Linked DNA regions of Arabidopsis thaliana: region 1 is linked to region 2. A link is a contact called in public capture Hi-C data. All regions are on one chromosome and are shown on one strand. The core of a region is the stretch at or near the end of the contact, and the rest is flanking DNA. Distances in the headings are between cores, read along the strand shown. Region 1 holds the start of XRCC4 (DNA ligase IV-binding protein). Region 2 holds the start of CIPK7 (CBL-interacting protein kinase 7).

Region 1 (3,015 bases), core at 387-2,886, 48 kb before region 2:
AGAAACTACCTCGTCATGTGTTTGTCTTTGTGATTTTTTTTCTTTTGCTTTGTAATTTTATGTTTGTAATATTTTCTCACCATTTGGTAATAAAATATGGTTCGTGTGATGGTCTATGTTTCTTAGTTATCACAATTTGGGGCTTGAAGCTTTCTAACAATCAATCATGCCATCTCTAAGTTATTGCATTTACTTTCAGAAGTAATACAAATTGTAAATTATTTTTTTAAACCAAAGAAGGTTTGACAAACAATTTTCCTAGCTATGAGTTTGACAAAACTTGGAATGGAAACTCTGACCTGAAAATCTCACGGCAGGGCAATCTCTTAGCTTCGTGCAGCTCTCTTCCCGCCACGGGCTTTGCTGCTTGTTGCCTTTTTTGAGGCTTCTTCCTCGCTCTTCTCATCATCACTTCTTCCACTCTCAAAGCTTTCAGCTTTGTCTGTCGACTCTTCCTCCTCAACTACTCTCACTGAATCTTCTTTGTCCCTTAGTGCTCTCAGTTTTGCCTTCTTTGCATTTAAAACAGAAAGAAACTGCATTGACAAAAAAAAGAAGTAACTAACAGATCATAAAAACCAATGACTCTAGTTTAAGCAAGAACAAACCACGATGTGGATATTAAGCAGAGTAACCAAGGTGATCGAATAATTCATACCTTTGCATAAGTTGCACTCTCAAACTCTGTTTTTTCGTCACAGAGTTTTTCACCTTGCGCTAGACATCTCTCAGCTTCACTTCTCATCTTCTCAAAAGATCTCGTCTTGTTCACCACTTCTTCCTGTGTAAACACTAAAGTATTGAGAGATTGACACATATCTTCCAAACACAAATCAAATTGCCATTTCTAACAAAGCATAGATCAAAGAACTTAAGCTCTAATTCATCATCATTCTCAAACATCACAACAAATCCTCACAATTCAGAACGTACAGTATAAGAGTCATACACTTAGCCTTATGTTAGCCTCCATAAGAAAATCCAAGATCCCAACAGTGATCTTCTTGCTATCATCTGATGGTTTACATTTCCACCTCCACTCAAGTTTAGTCCCTTCCTTCTCAAACGTCCAAGAGAGCTTTAACCAAAACACAATCAAAGACAACAACAACATCCAAAAATCTCAGGCTTACTTCAAAACACTAACGAATGATCCAATAAGAAGATCACTGACCCGTTTAGATCCCTCTAGAGCATCGGAGAAACTATAGACCGAATTAGGTTGTTGAAACCCTAAGTATTGCTCGGCGAGCTTTAAATACTCTGACACAGGCTGGTCCCATTGTGCTGCTCTCTCCGCCACTTCCTCCTCCGTCGCTTCAATTTCGAGCAAAACCAAAATAAAAATCAGATTCGAAAAACGCTAGAGGCTAAGTGATAGTGTGAATTTAGGGTTTTTTTGTTTACCATTGCAAATCCAAGAGGAGGAACCATCGGTGACGGAGATATCGAAACGAGAATTATGCCAAGTGCCTTTGACGAAAATTGGATCGGCGCCGGAGATTTCGAGACGGAGACAAGTGTGTTTCGTTTTCTCCGATTCAACCATTGTTTCGATAAAAGTCGTCGACGAAGATTTTGAGTCAACTCCGATCATAATAATGTCTATAATTTGTTTTGGTTTTGCTTACGTGGATGCTGAGTCAGCTTCGGTATTGTTTTTTTTAAAATATATTTAGTGATTTTACTTAAAAGAAGTTGTTAAAAAAAAAAAACTCCCATTACATATAGACAATTTAAGTAATTATTAATTTTTTTTTATTTTTTTATCACAAGTAATTAAAAATTAACAAATTACTGTTTTCATTCAGTAAATTAATTAGTAATTATTACTTTGAAGCTCATCAAAAGATTGAAGAATATCTAAATTAGTTTGGCAAATCTTTGTATTTTGTATCCTAACCGAAGCTTATCTTTAATAAATAAAAAATCCGTTAAATGTTGTTACTTACATTTCTTTTTAATTTTTTTAATCATACTTTTTTCTAATAATATACATATAATAATAAAAATGCCTTTTAAAAGAAAAAATTATATTATGTGTTTTCCTTTTTAGTATATTGAACTCAATAAGAAAGTAACTCCACCACTATTGTTGGATGATAAACGATGTTAATATGGCATGGCACAATCGTATGATAAGAGTTCATGCAACTGTGAATGAGACGAAATGCAGTTATACGGATTTGAAATTTTTTCTAAAGTTTATTCAGGTCGCGCCTTAGTGGATTTTATACAATGACGTGATTTTTTTTATGTATAATGTAAAATTAAAATAAGTAAAACTTCTATAAATTAACAGTCGCTCATCAATAACTAGAGTCTTGTTTCTTAAAGACGATGACGACCTATTAAGTTATCTTAATGAGAATGTGGACGATATTGAGCCCGAGTGGTTTATTCTTGACATTTCCACCATTCGTAGTGCTATGATTGGAGCAGCGGGTTGGCCTTCGTCCATCCCCAACTACAATCCCAAACATATCATTGAGAATTTGGGGTGTAGATTGTTAGGACTTCAATTAAAGCAGCTACATCATTAATACATAATTTGAACGGATCAATTGAGGAGAAAGCTGAAGGATGTGGTTACACAATTTCTAGAGTTTTCACACAGGATGAGGATACAATTCATATAACTAAACTCTGCAAAACAATACAAAAAAAATTGATGTAGTAAAATAATATAATTGAACTCTGCGTAAAAAACCAAACAATACTAAAATCATATTTTACTAAATTTTCTTACATATATTGATATTAATAAGTTTATACAATTCTTAGTTTATGATACTAATGAAACCATATATTTCTATAGGATTTTTGAATAAATTATTACTTTATTTATTTTATCAAATAATGTTAAATATTATATTCACTTGACTAGAAACCAAATTTTTTTATTAATTTATAGTGATTACTAATTTATCGAATATTAATCAATAGATGTTTTTTGTACAATTTATTCACATGTTAAATTTAAAATTACAATTGTGCTCACTTCATTTCTTTACT
Region 2 (3,198 bases), core at 518-3,017:
CCAATTCGACGAAATGTCTAAGATACATTATCCCCACCTATTCTTGAGGCTTTGAATTTTATATTGAGGATGTTGAAGATGCGTTGAGTTGAGCCCATGGGCTTAGCGACAAGGAGCGAATAAGAGAATCATTATTGAGTACCATGTAGTGATCAAAGCTTATGGAATCGGTAGCAGAGAGGGTAATGTATCTGCTGGTAAAAAGACAATGAAGCGGGAGATTTTGATTTCTTCATGGATTATACAAAACTGAACAGAAACAAAACAAAAAAGAGACTAAAATCCACAAAGTCACAATCTATTTACATGATGTCATTGTGCCATGAAAGAACTATATCTTCAAGCTCAGTAATCAAATCAGACCACCGTGAATCATCTTCTTCACCTTCAACAACTTTCACTTCAACCACCACAACATCCACCGTTAACTCCACTGCTTCCACCACAATCACAGTTCTTCCTCTCCCTAATCCAACAACCTTCACTTCTCCTTCCTTCTTCATCATCTTCTTCTTCACTACATAACCTAACTTCTCCCCAATCATCTTCGCCTTCTCCTCCACTTCAACACCCGAAACCTTCGCCGTGAATCTCCTCTCCTTCTTCTTCTTAGCCTCAAACAATCCAGAAAGATCTAATCCCGACGATAACGAGATCAAATCAAAAGCAGTAATCGAATTAACACTCGATTTCATCTCTACTTCCGAATCAAAGACGTTACGATGAAACTCAGAAGTCTCTAGAGACTTCTTGAACCAATTCGTTTTCATCACTGTTTCAATACTCATCCTCGTTACTGGATTCGGATCTAACATCTGATAGATTATCGATTTAGCTTGTTTCGAAATCCAGCTCGGAAACCGATAATCTCTCCGATGAATCTTCCGATACATCGCAGCGATATTCGAATCATCAAATGGAACATCGCCAACCAATAAAACAAACAAAATCACACCACAAGACCACGCATCAGCTTTTGCTCCGTCGTATCCCCTCCGTGAAATAACCTCCGGAGCTGTATAAGCCGGAGTACCACACGCCGTGTGAAGCAATCCGTTTTGTAGATGCTCCGGTAAAGCTGATAAACCAAAGTCAGAGACCTTGAGGTTACCTTGCTCATCTAAGAGTAGATTCTGAGGTTTCACATCACGGTGAGCGACACCGTCTTGGTGAGAGAAACGAAGAGCGGAGGCGAGTTGTTGAAAGTAACGACGCGCCGTTGATTCAGGAAGACGTCCACGACGGAGGACTTTTGAGAAAAGTTCACCACCGGAAGCGAGTTCCATTACGAGATAGATCTTAGATTTGGTTGCCATAACTTCATGGATCTTGAGTATGTTTGGATGATGACGAAGACGACGCATCGCATCGATCTCTCTGATTATTCTTGGTTCCATACCGGATTCGATTGTTTTCTTCTTCTCGATGATTTTAACGGCGACGAGCTCGTCGGATTCGATTGATCGAGCTAAATGGACTTTCGCGAAGCTTCCGCTACCGAGACGACGACCGAGTTCGTATTTCCCAAGGAGGATCTTCGCCGGAGTTGTTGCCGGAGATGATTGGTTTTGCGGCTGGGGAAGTGATTCCATGGCGGCGGCGGAAGGAGAAAATGGTGCCTGAGTTTTCTGAAGAGAGGTTTCAGGGACGAGTTGTTTGGTGAGTGTCTCTTTGCTTTTATAGGAAAAAGAGATTTATTGCTTTTTTATTATTCCGAAACTACCCTTGAATAAATTAGTTCTGCTGTCACTGAGAAGTAGAATCTTTTTACTTGGTATACACATTATTTTGTAATTAATTCGTTGAGAAAATTTAGGAGAAAATATTAAGTGTATTTTTTCTGTCAATTAGTAATAGTGTTTTTTTTCTCAATAATATCACATATCCATAAATAGTCAAAATAAATAAAATAAAATGGTCTTACAATGTAAAGTTTATGGGTTGACAGATAATTATCATTTATTTATTTAAATTGTTTGAAATTGGAGTGTTTATTCACCTAAAATAACTGTAGATGTTCTGTAAAAGCTTGTGTTTAAGAGTTATATATATGACTGTCAAAAAAACACAAAGAGTTATGTATATAAATTTAATAAAATCATTTCAGTTTCACTTTGAAATTTATTGTAAAATCTTCAAAAAATAATGTATATATTGTACATTTTAGAATATGACATTAATTTTAAAATCTCCTAATAAAATACATTTACTTTCAATAAATATTGTTGGAATCATTTTTTTTAATAGCTTGTAAAAATGTGTCTCAACAGACAAACATTACCCTCATATATATTTCTAGTCTCCGCTACAACACCTTCATACTTAAGAGACCATTATAAGAATGAAACTATGAATCAAAGGTTTTATGATTATGGGTCTATGTAACAAAATGTAGTTAAATCTTTAATGCTTTACAAAATTCTATAATATCTCTTTTGAAATCATTGGATTGGGTTATATGTAAATAACATTTTTCATGAATAATTCTATTGCGATTAATTTAAAGTTGTTAACTAAAAAAAGATTTGATTGAGAAAAATATATTTTATATAATCCAATGCTCCAAAAGTTCTGATATTTTGGATTTTAAGTTTTGGATCTCAATAACAACAATATCACAACCTTGATTTCATAAACTTATATGAATCTTATTGTGTATGTGTTGGTTATTAATTTATAACACATTACATTTCTTAAATAATTCTATTATCTTTTTTATATATGATGTAGGCTACATCATGTAGCTAAAAGGTGTTTTTTTTTTTTTTTTTCCATCCGCTAAAAGGTCTATAAAATAGCCTTTTGCTATGATTACAATCTCAACTCTTTTATTTTTCTTGTTTAAAGCATTACACTTAACTTTATACTTTATACACAACGATATATTCCTAAGAAAATATTTTATGGTCGATATCACAGTGTGTCTATTCCAATCTCAAGTGCTGAAAAACAAATCATGAAAAAGTTGGAGTAATCAATATTCAAAATAGAGAATATAAAATAAATCTTGGTGTTCATCATTATTATTGTTGTATCTATTCGACACTTGGTGTTGAAATTAAATATTGTATTCCTTAAATAATTTGTATTCCTACTTTCAACGGTCCATACGTGTCCATCTTTTTCTAGCTAGATTCTCTCATCAATTTTTTCCACCTGAAATGTAATTAAACCATCCTTAAATATGGTTTAACTTAA

What was found. Capture Hi-C pulls out chosen DNA fragments and counts their contacts.
Region 1: a contact with region 2 is called in a capture Hi-C map of shoot, with 4 times the contacts expected there. A contact is called at or near these places in 2 of 26 Hi-C or Micro-C datasets (root and rosette leaf) and 3 of 3 other capture datasets (root, seedling and shoot).

Annotation. Positions count from the first base shown.
Region 1 is chr3:8,219,303-8,222,317 of TAIR10.1, reverse strand. It overlaps XRCC4 (DNA ligase IV-binding protein), which reads right to left and starts at 1,636. Exons shown (of 6, transcript NM_001161167.1): 1 at 1,408-1,636; 2 at 1,175-1,317; 3 at 950-1,078; 4 at 659-781; 5 at 300-536. The coding sequence starts at 1,597. The coding sequence ends at 327.
Region 2 is chr3:8,171,048-8,174,245 of TAIR10.1, reverse strand. It overlaps CIPK7 (CBL-interacting protein kinase 7), which reads right to left and starts at 1,767. Exons shown (of 1, transcript NM_113200.3): 1 at 104-1,767. The coding sequence starts at 1,592. The coding sequence ends at 303.